Linked DNA regions of Sus scrofa: region 2 is linked to region 1. A link is a contact called in public HiChIP or PLAC-seq data. All regions are on one chromosome and are shown on one strand. Each heading gives the region's core, a stretch centred on a gene start, on an enhancer-like site or on the middle of the called end of the contact. The rest is flanking DNA. Distances are from core to core; before and after follow the strand shown.

Region 1 (5,449 bases), core at 1,939-4,438:
TTGAACCCAAATCCTCCTGGATACTAGTTCATAATCCGCTGAGCCACAGTGGGAACTCCCTGAAGTGGCTTTTTAATCTTTATAAAATGTTCCTCTTATTTCTACCGATACTACTTTCTTACAGTCTACTTTGAAATTAATAAAGCTACACCAGGTTTTTTTTTGGTTAGTGTGCTCATGGTGTATATTTTCCACTATTTTTTCAATATTTCTGAGTCTTTATAAAGTATGTCTCTTTTACCAGAATATAGTGTCTTTTAAAAATCCAATCTGGGGAGTTCCTGTCTTGGCGCAGTGGTGAACGAATCCGACTAGGAACCATGAGGTTGCGGATTCAATCCCTGGCCTTGCTCAGTGGGTTAAGGATCCCGTGTTGCCGTGAGCTGTGGTGTAGGTCGCAGACGCGACTTGGATCGGGTGTTGCTGTGGCTCTGGCGTAGGCCAGCAGCAACAGCTCCGATTAGACCCCTAGCCTGGGAACCTCCATATGCCGCGGGTAGCAGTCCTAGAAAAGGCAAAAAGACAAAAAAAAAAAAAAAAAAAAAAATCCATTCTGGGTGTTCCCGCTGTGGTGCAGTGGGTTAATGATCTGGTTCATCTCTGTGGTTTTGATGGTTCAATCCCTGGCCCACCACAGGGGGTCAAGGATCTGGTGTTTCTACCGCTGTGGTGTAGGTCGCAGCTGTGGTTTGGATTCGATCCCTGGCCTGGGAACTTCCATATGCTGTAGGTACAGCCGAAAAAAGAAAAAAACATCCAATCTGATTTTTTTTTAATTTTTAATTTAAAATTTTTGCTTTTTAGGGCCACACCCCTGGCATAAGGAGGTTCCCAGGCTAGGGGATCAAATCAGAGCCGTAGCTGCCGGCCACAGTCACAGCAATGCAGGATCCGAGCCGAGTCTGCAACCTACACCACAGCTCACGGCAATGCTGGACCCTTAACCCACTGAACAAGCCCGGGGATCGAACCTGCGTCTTTACGGATGCTAGTCAGATTCCTTAACCACTGAGCCATGAAAGGAACTCCTGCAAATGTTTGTTTTTTTAATTGCAGTGTTTGTTCCAGTCATCACTACTGTAATTACTGATACAGTAAGCTATAAACCTGCCATCTTGCTTTTCATTTTCTCTTTGTCTCATCTATTTTTTGTTCTTTTATTCTTTCTTGACTTCTGTTAGATTACTCAATTTTATGTTATTTCACTTTTCCTATTATATTTAGATATTCATTTATTATCCTTTTCATTTCTCTGTACTTAAAGGAGAATCTTGAAGAAGGTAATGCTTACTCAAGAGGACAAGGTCTAGTAGTACTTTCAGAGTCTGGCACCTACAAAGGTTGAGGGTGGGTGCATCCATCAGTCTGGTAGTCCAGTACATCCTCGAAACACAAACCATCCCATATGATGACAGCCATAGTAATATAACAGCAAACATTTATATTTGTTCTTCCTCTATGCCAGGCACTGCTCTAAGCACTTTATATACATATTAACTAATTTAACCATGAATATGAACACAGATAAACAGTGAAACAGATGCTGTCTGTTCCATACTTTGTGTCTCTCAGCCGCTTTCACCTCTCCACAGTGCACTTGAACCCCAATTTTTTTTTTTTTTTTTTTTTTTTTTTGCTTTTTAGGGCCACACCCATGGCATATGAAGGTTCCCAGGTTAGGGGTCTAATCAGAGCTACAGCTGCTGGCCTATACCACAGCCACAGTAATGCCAGATCCGAGCCGCATCTGCAACCTACACCACAGCTCACGGCCACGACAGATCCTTAAGCCACCGAGCAAGGCCAGGGATCCCACCCGAAACCTCCTGGTCGGATCCGTTTCCGCTGCACCACAACAGGAACTCCTGAACCCCATTTCTTACTTCTTGGCTTCTCTGACACCCCCAGGGCAGGCTCTCCCTTTGCCCAACTGCCCCCCTGCCCCCCCGCACACATAACACACAGTCTGGCTCATTGGTGCTATAGGTCCCCAAGTCCCCTGTCTCCTTTCTGTTTGGTAACTGCTTGAGGGAGATGGGACTTCAAAGATGGACCATAGCTGCTCCATCCTGTCACAGCCCACTAATGTACATGCCTCCAATCCCTAAAAGTGAGCACTTCTGTACAACCATTCCTGGTACAAGAATGCTCAGAAACTATTTGTTGACTGAGGTGAGGTGGAAAGAATTAATGGCTTTACGATTATACAAACAGATACGCAAGTGAAGCCATCATTTCTGAACAGGATTCCCCACACTTTGGGAAAAGAGGAAGGCACTCCAGCCCCTTCTCAATCCTTAACATCCTTGCCTTTTCTTTCCCATTAAACCAGCATGACTCGGTCCTGGGGAGGGGAGAAGTAGGAGCGATGGGGCCTTTTCTGTTAGGGCAAAGGTAAAGATGCCTTCTTTGGCATCCTCACCAGTCCCCATGCAGATGCCATAGAGGCGCCCCACCCCTTGCTCAGGTCTCTTCTTTCTCTAGCTCACGCGTGCGCGCGAAAACACACATCACCACCACTCCCTGACTGGGTAGCACTGGGTACCACGGAGTGAGGGGAAGGTTGGGAGGGGGTTTGCATCCTTTCTCTACCTTGCTCTCCTTCCCAGCCTCTTGATGCTCCTCCATCACTCTCCTCGACTATAGCACACAAAGATGCCGCCGCAGGCCACTGCCCGCGCGCTCCCGCAGTTTGGTCCTCGGTAACTCGCCTGGAGGAACAGACTGAGTAGGGACCCTATCTGATGACGGTGGCACGCTCCCCTCCCTGCCCAGGAGTCACCTGGAGTAGGGCGTGGTTCCCTCGCCTTTCTCTCGCAGCCGCGCCTTTTGATTGGGTAGCAGGTTTACTGTGCGGGACGCCATTGGCTGTAAAGCCTGTCATTCCCTTGCCCAGGTCCCGGCTTTTAAGGGGGCAGTGGGGAACTGAGAGGGCCGGGGACAGGCGACAAAGTGGGTACTGGAGTCGGGGGGGGCTCCAGGGTCGCAGAGGTCTCGTGTCACGTTAGGCCCCGCCTCAGGCTTGCGGGTTGCCGTCCTCCACCGCTCTGGGCCGAGGCTTCCAACGGCCTCGCGCGGTCTGCGCGTGCGCACTCGCCCAGTCTCGCGCCCTCTAGGCGGTGGGCGGGGCGGCGGGCCAGCGGGCCGGGTGGGAGGCGGGGGGTGGGGGGTGGGGGAGACGTGGTGGGGGTGGCGGACTAGGGACGAGGGTCGGGGCTAATGTCTGTCAAGAAAGGGGTTCCGTTTGTCTTTCCTCCCTGGGACATGAGGGAGTGGAGGGGTAAGCCGCACAGGGCAGCGAGGGGGCGCGACAAGACCCGCGGCCAGAGCCCCCGAGGCCAGGCCTGGGCCCGCGGGCGGTCGCTGCTGGAGCCAGGAAGTAGAGGGGCGCAGACGACGCGAGAAAAATTGTGGATGCCCTGGAACGGGCTCATCGTGATCGGGAAGAGAATGGAGCTCCTGGGTAGAAATACGCAAAAGCCTAGGATGTGGGACCCGAAGCTTGAGTCTGAGGACTCGAGAGTGGAAGATGTGGAGAAGACAGCCTTGAGAGGAAAATCAGGCCGGAGTCAGGGTGCGAGACGAGGGCACAGTGTAGCCAGTGCATTACAGGCTTCCGCGGGTTTGGGGAAAGAGCGCTCAAAGAAGATGTGGGGAAAGCAAGAAGTCAGACACAAAATCGAGGCTGAATCTGAGAATGCCGGGACAACGCCAGGGCCTAGGAAGGGGTCTGGGTTTAAAGAGAGGTTGAACTTTACTGGAGGGAGGACCAGTGGTGAGGACTTGAGATCCAGAGGCAATGACCTAGGGCAGAATGAGGAGGAGCTGAGGTCTGGTGGAGAGAAGCTGAGGCTGAGTGGAGAGAAGCTGAGGCTGAGTGGAGAGAAGCTGAGGTCGAGTGGGGAGAAGCTGAGGTCGAGTGGGGAGAGGCTGAGGTCGAGTGGGGAGAGGCTGGGATCGAGTGGGGAGAGGCTGAGATCGAGTGGGGAGAGGCTGAGGTCGAGTGGGGAGAAGCTGAGGTCGAGTGGGGAGAGGCTGAGGTCGAGTGGGGAGAGGCTGGGATCGAGTGGGGAGAGGCTGAGATCGAGTGGGGAGAGGCTGAGGTCGAGTGGGGAGAGGCTGGGATCGAGTGGGGAGAGGCTGAGATCGAGTGGGGAGAGGCTGAGGTCGAGTGGGGAGAGGCTGAGGTCGAGTGGGGAGAAGCTGAGGTCGAGTGGGGAGAAGCTGAGGTCGAGTGGGGAGAAGCTGAGGTCGAGTGGGGAGAAGCTGAGGTCGAGTGGGGAGAAGCTGAGGTCGAGTGGGGAGAAGCTGAGGTCGAGTGGGGAGAAGCTGAGTTCAAGCAGAGAGAAGCTGGTGTTTAGGGGAGAGAAGCTGGGGACTAGTGGAGAGGATTTGAGATCCACTGGAGATCAACGTCCGTCAAGTATAGAGAAGCTGGGATCCAGTAGGGAGAAGCTGGAGAGTAGTGGAGAGAAGCTGGAGGGTTTAAGAACGGGGAGCATACAAGAAGAGAAAGTTGAAAACATGGTAGAAGTTACTGATGATGAAAGATTGATAGAAATTGTGGATGCTGAGATGGAAATGCCTTTCAAAAAGGTAGAGGAGAATGATGAAGAGCTAGAAGAGACTGAGGAAGGGGTGGAGGCTGAAGAGGATGCCTTAGAGGGAGTGAATGATAATACTGATGAATCTGTTTCTATGGAAGAGAAAGAGAATATAGATGAAGGTACCAGTGAATGAGACGGATGAAGGATTTAAGCTAAAGAAGGAAGGAGAAGCAGATAGGGAAAGTATTACAAGTCAAAGAGGAGAAATTAGAGCCAAGCAGGTTATTGATCCTCAAGGGGTAAATAGGAGAGAGAAAGGAGAGCATCTGAGCCTAAGAGGAGAGAGAGTAGGATTGAAGAGCTACTGAGAGTGAAGGCAGAGACCAGGACCAAAGGAAGTGGAGAAGAGTCATAAAGAGGGAAATGGAACATTTTGAGAAGAAAGAGAAGACTTGTTAGTCTGTTGATAAGAAGAGGAAAAATGGACATTGGTTTCTTGGAAAGGAGCTATGACTCAGGAGCTTGAAGGGAAACAGTTGAGAAGTGGATTCAGGATGAGCTAGGTTTTAATTTAACACGTGACTGGGCTTATGAGACGTAGGAGAATGCCTAGCGAGAAAAACAGAACATCGCAGCAGGGCTGAGGGCGGGGTCATGAAGTTGTGGAAGAAGATGTGGGCTGCTGTAGACAAAGTCAGTTTCTGAAGGAGGCCACTAAAGAAGAAGGAGGGACTCTGAAGTGACAAAAGCAGAAGCAGAGAGAAGAAAATAAAGAAGTGAAGAAAAAAAGTAAGCAGCCCAATCCCATAGTAGTGATGGGGTTTATCAGATTTTACAGTTATTTCCTCCACTGTTTCTGCCCTCTCCTTTCCCATGCAGTCCGTTTTACAATCTAATGGGAC
Region 2 (5,449 bases), core at 1,869-4,368, 400 kb after region 1:
GCACAGCTTAGCACGTTCCCAGAAACTGAAAGCCACACACTGCACACAAAGCAGTGAGACCACAAGATAGTCAATGAGCTGTAATGACTGTAATTTAAGGCAGGCATGAATCCTGTGTTGGAGAGTAGAGAGAAGGGAACAGGCTCATATTTGCTCGCCTTTAGGAGGCAGCCCTGTCTTGACTAAACAGAGGAAAATTGGATAAACAAGGCTAAGTGCAGCAGCTCCTTTGTTTCTGCTGATGGGAATTGATACTGACGCTGCAAGTCAAATGGAAGGAAGGGCCAGACAGGCTGAGAGCTGCAAATTCAGAGCAAGGAGGCTGCAAACAGTTTGAGGGGGATGGATGAGGGATGTCCTATCAGCGCTCTTATGAGTTAAGCGGGATTTCAGAAGGTGGGGCAAACTGTCTCCTGAGTAACAGAGCTGAGAATGAAACACACGTTGGAGGGAGAGAGGATCTGATGAAGACAGAGCAAGAGAGAATGGGAGAGATCTCTTAAGAAATTTCAAATTAACATCATTCTCCAGATCTCAGAAGGTTTCAAAACCAGTCAGCAACCGCAACTCTTTATACTATTATTTTGACTTAGTAAGATCCCTTAAAGGATTGTTTGAATTCTGACATCACATTTGGGAGGGGCAGAGAATTTACAAATAGGAAAATTCTTCTCCTAGAAAAAGATGCGAGTCAGAAGAAATGGAGCTAGTAGTCCTGACCTCCTTGCATAACCTCAGCTGTCAGAGACTAGGCACACCATGATCCAGAGAAGCGTCAGAAAGACACCTCTTTCCAGGATGGGCATGGTAAGAGGAGAATGGAAGTCTCTTTTTAAAGGGCAAGTTGTTTAAAACTGCATCAACTGTAGTTGGCTTCTCATTACTAGTACTCAGGAATCAGTGGCTGGTGACCCTCACAATCTCTATAGCTCTTTAAAGAGAAATAAGAAGTCATGCTCTGTTTAAACGGGCAACCCTTCACTCCCAACATCACATGAAAGGGTTAGTAGCCCTATTTACAGGATGAAAGTCTTCCAACATAAAGACAAAGAATCTCATTACATACAATTTGTTTTTTTCTCTCTCTTTTTTGTCTTTTGTCTTTTTAGGGCCACACATGAGGCATATGGAGGTTCTCAGGCTAGGGGTCTAATCAGAGCTACAGCTGCGGCCCACGCCACAGCCATAGCAATGCAGGATCTGAGCCGAGTGTGTGACCTACACCAAGCTCACGGCAGTGCTGGATCCTTAACCCACTGAGAGAGGCCAGGGATCGAACCCGACACCTCACGGTTCCTAGTCAGATTGGTTTCCACTGCACCAAGACGGGAACTCCTCATTACATATAACTCTTAAATGAAGTCTCAACGAATCTTGAGCTCACAGCTAACAGCTAGGCAAGTCTGACATTCCCCCAGTACAGTAACGTTTCCAAGGTAGAAGCTTTGATTCTTTTTCAAGAAGCATGAAGTCTGTGTAGAACCTTCCCTTACAATGGGACAGGGGGAGTCAACAAAGAGAAAGGCAGGGAAACAAAGAACATCTGAGTCAGGCAGGATAACTATATAAATGGTAGATCAACAGCGTCATTTCTAAATTGAGGGAAATGTCAGCTTGAAGAGAGAGCTGGGGAAACTGGAGTGGGCAGATCAGAGAGAAAGATAATAGTGCTGGGAGGAGGGGTGGTTGAAAGAGGCAGCAGGATGGAGCTGAAAGCAAGTTTAAAAACAACAACAACAACAACAAAAAACCCCCACAAGAACAGAAGGAGAAGGCACTTAGCTTAATGGAAGTGGGAAAGCACTGGCAAAGAAAAGGCTCCAGGCAAGAAGAGGCAGAGCGGCACCGCACCCTTAAAAAGGGGCCCTTGGGGGGCTCAGCCCACCACCAAGACAGAGTTCCCAAACCTTTACCTTGTCATCCAATCAAAATCCCAAAGCCCTAACTGGACAACTAGACACCTCTCAATCTTCCTACCCTTGCACCAAGCCAAATTTACGCATTAAAAAGGAGCTTGCTCTATTCGCCCACGGGGCACGGAGCTGCAAAACTCATTCAGATTCTTCCTCACGGAGGGGGCTGGGTTAAATCAAGTCTCCAAGCATCTTTAACTCACAGCTAACGGGATTCTCCATTTACCGAACAACCATGAACTTTAACTTCGCTCGAAATCTGTCAGCCCAAGAGTATTGCATAGCCGGGCAGCCGGGGCGTCCGGGGCTCTGCATCGGTCCAGTGCCCGCTTTTGGTGGCTGGGATTGGCCGGCACAGAGGCCCTCTCCCCTGAAGTTCTTTCCCCTCAGTACCAGCTCTGCAACAAATTCTCCCCCGGAATATTCTTGGCCTTGGGTACCTGACACTCGAGGACCACCCCACCCCCCCGCCCGCCCGCCCGCCCCGGAACGTCACCGAGCTGTTTAGAACAAAACAGCCCAGCGGGGCTTAACGGCGCGAGGGCTGCGGAGCCTGCTCCCCCAGGGCCGGCTGCGGGCGGCCGATGGGGAGGGGTCGGCGGCGGGGCGTTGCGGGGGCTCCGGCCGCTCCCGGGTCCGCCCTCGGCCCGGCTCCACCGGACTGAGGCGTCTCGGGAGCGAATCCGGGACTGTCTTTCGTAGGCGACCAGGGCGCCATACTCTGGAAACCGTCAGCCCGAAGGGAGCGCCCAGACCGCACAGCCCCTCCGGGAGGCTGCCCGTTAGGGGCTCCCGTGTGCCCCCCTCAGGGCCTCCACAAGTTTCCAAAGAAGAGCAACGTCTCCTCCGGAGTCTCGGGTTGTCCTCCCCACTAGGAGTCGCAACATGGCCTTCCCAGGCAAGGCCCTCTCTCCGCCTCGTCCCTTCCCGCACCGCCCCCTACTCCCAGGCCCCTTACAAGACCTCCCGGCCTAGGAGGAAAAGAAAACGGCCACTCACAGCTTCACTACATTTTCCACCACAGCCGCCATCTTCCCGGCTCCTCTACCTCAGGCCGGGAGGCCCGGAGAGCGCAGCGCGCAGGCGCCGGGACCGCACGGGGAACCAGTTTCCTCGTCCTTCTGCGCAGGCGCCGCCCGGGAGCGCGCCCGAGAGCGAGCTGCCGAGAACGAGCTTGCCTGTTGGGGGCCGGGGAGCCGAGGAACTAGTGCGCAGGCGCAATGGAGACCGAGGCCGGGGCGGCGCGAGGCTCCAGCTCTACCTCCGCTTCTGACGTGTAGGGGAGCGGGAGAAGGGAGGGAACGTGTAACATGGTCCAGAAATGAGAAGGTGAGGGCTTGGTGAAAACTGGCAGGCCCGGAGGTGGTGTAGGTGAAGCTTATGCGTCCTGCTACCTCGCAGACCTTTAACCTCGTGGTTAACCCTTTGCCCTCACTTGCTGGCCAGGGGTTGGTGATAGTAGTAGGGCACAGTCCTCTTGAGCTGCCAAACACGTGCCCATTTTAGGGAAAGAAAAAGCAACTCCCAGAACCTGACGTTCTTTGGCCCGAATATTGGACTGTGACAAATTTGCCCCCATTCCTGCCTTCAGCTTTATCGGCGCCCAACTCTTCTCCCCTGCTTCCTGCTCCTAAGCTCATTCCCTCCACTTAGGCGCCGAAGACTATCCCTCTCTCTTGTGTACCATTCATTTCTGCTTCACTGCTGAATCATGCAAATTCGTTTACAAACATGACTTAAAATCCTCTTTTAAAAAAGCTCATGGGGCCGCACCCGCGGCATATGGAGGTTCCCAGGCTAGGGATCTAATCAAGACCTGCAGCCGCTGGCGTAAGCCCTAGCCACAGCAATGCAGGATCCGAGCCTTGACTGTGACCTACACCACAGATCAGGACAGCGCCAGATCCTTAACCCACTGAGCAAGGCCAGGGATGGAACCCGCAACCTCATGGTTCCTAGTCGGATTCTTTTCCGCTGCGCCGCTACGGCAACTCCTAAACTTTTTGAAATAGAGAGAAAATCATTGTATGTAAATGTAATATTAAATATACATATTAAACATTATTATTTAGCTTTACTCCTTTTTAAATATATTCAGATCCCAGTGGGAAACAGGTGCACAAAGAAGACGGTTCATTACAAAGGGGGTGTTAATGAGTGTAGCTGGGTCTGGAGGGACACCTGGGGGGGGACAGTTGCCTGGGGGTGTGTAGTAGCAGAGAAGTTTGCATCATAAGCCCACAGAAATGCAGGAAGAGGCACCAGTGGGAAAAAGGAACTATCAGGGGAGATTGGTGACCTCCAGTGAGGGCATATCCTGGCTGAGGTGCCCTTGCAGGAAGTGAGACTGAGAAATCCCTCACTCTCCCCCTCCTCCCCATCCTCTGATCTCTTGCTGGGCTCCCATTGGCTGAACCCAACCGGAAACCAAAGCCCAAGGGAACCCATAGATGTTCCTCTACCTAGGTCACCTCCTGGGGAGAGGGTAGGGGAGAGAAGGGTGGGAAGTGGATCTGGAGGGACAAATTCAAATGTTTTTAAATGATTTATATCCTCACATATTAATTTTGAAATATTGCCTATGTCAACTATAGCATTTCCTCAAACTATTTTATTTTATTTTTATTTTTATTTTTTTTGTCTTTTTGCCATTTCTTGGGCCCCTCCCGCGGCATATGGAGGTTCCCAGGCTAGGGGTCTAATTGGAGCTGTAGCCGCAAGCCTACGCCAGAGTCACAGCAACGCAGGATCCGAGCCGCGTCTGCGACCTACACCACAGCTCACAGCAACGCCGGATCGTTAACCCACTGAGCAAGGGCAGGGACCGAACCCTCAACCTCATGGTTCCTAGTCGGATTCGTTAACCACTGCGCCACGACCGGAACTCCTCAAACTATTTTACTTGAACTCTCTTCATGCATTAGTTTTGTTTTCATCACTAGAGCCATCTTTGAGTCACCTAATACAGTTTTAAGAAATCTTCACTTTTTAAATAAAGAACTTCTAAATCTTAAAAAAAAAAAAGCTCATGTCTGCCTTTGATTATCAGCTCATTTCTTTTTGCCCTTTCAAAGTAAATATTCTGTTTAATCGCCCCATCTCTTTTTCCTTTTCTTTTATTTTTAGGGCTGCACAGGCAGCATATGGAAGTTGCTGGGTTAGGGGTCAAATCAGAGCTGCAACTGTGGCCAGATGCCACAGCTATACCTGGCAACACCAGATCCCAGCTGCATCTGGGACATACGCTGCAGCTTTTGGCAATGACGGATCCTTTTTTTTTTTTTCTCACTTTTTATTTTATTTTACTGTTTTGTCTTTTTTGGGCTGCACCTGTGGCATAGGGAGTTTCCCAGGCCAGGGGTCGAATCAGAGCTGTAGCCGCTGGCTTACACCACAGCCACAGCCACTCAGGGTCAAAGCCGCATCTGAGACATATGCCATAGCTCACGGCAATCCTGGATCCTTAACTCACTGAGTGAGGCCAGGGATCGAACCTGTGTCCTCATGGATACTAGTCATATTTGTTTCTGCTGAGC

The links. HiChIP or PLAC-seq counts read pairs in DNA pulled down with a chosen protein or histone mark.
Region 2: a contact with region 1 is called in an H3K27ac HiChIP or PLAC-seq map of alveolar macrophages. The contact joins the promoter of DPF2 here to the promoter of LOC100511545 in region 1. A contact is called at or near these places in 1 of 5 promoter capture datasets (liver) and 1 of 2 datasets of contacts at active chromatin or transcription factors (alveolar macrophages).

The regions. Positions count from the first base shown.
Region 1 is chr2:6,485,665-6,491,113 of Sscrofa11.1, forward strand. LOC100511545 reads left to right here and starts at 3,189. Exons shown (of 6, transcript XR_002341440.1): 1 at 3,189-5,336. It overlaps SNX32 (sorting nexin-32), which reads right to left and starts at 3,071. Exons shown (of 13, transcript XM_003122527.4): 1 at 2,593-3,071. The coding sequence starts at 2,628.
Region 2 is chr2:6,883,430-6,888,878 of Sscrofa11.1, forward strand. It overlaps DPF2 (zinc finger protein ubi-d4), which reads right to left and starts at 3,119. Exons shown (of 11, transcript XM_003122537.5): 1 at 2,913-3,119. The coding sequence starts at 2,944.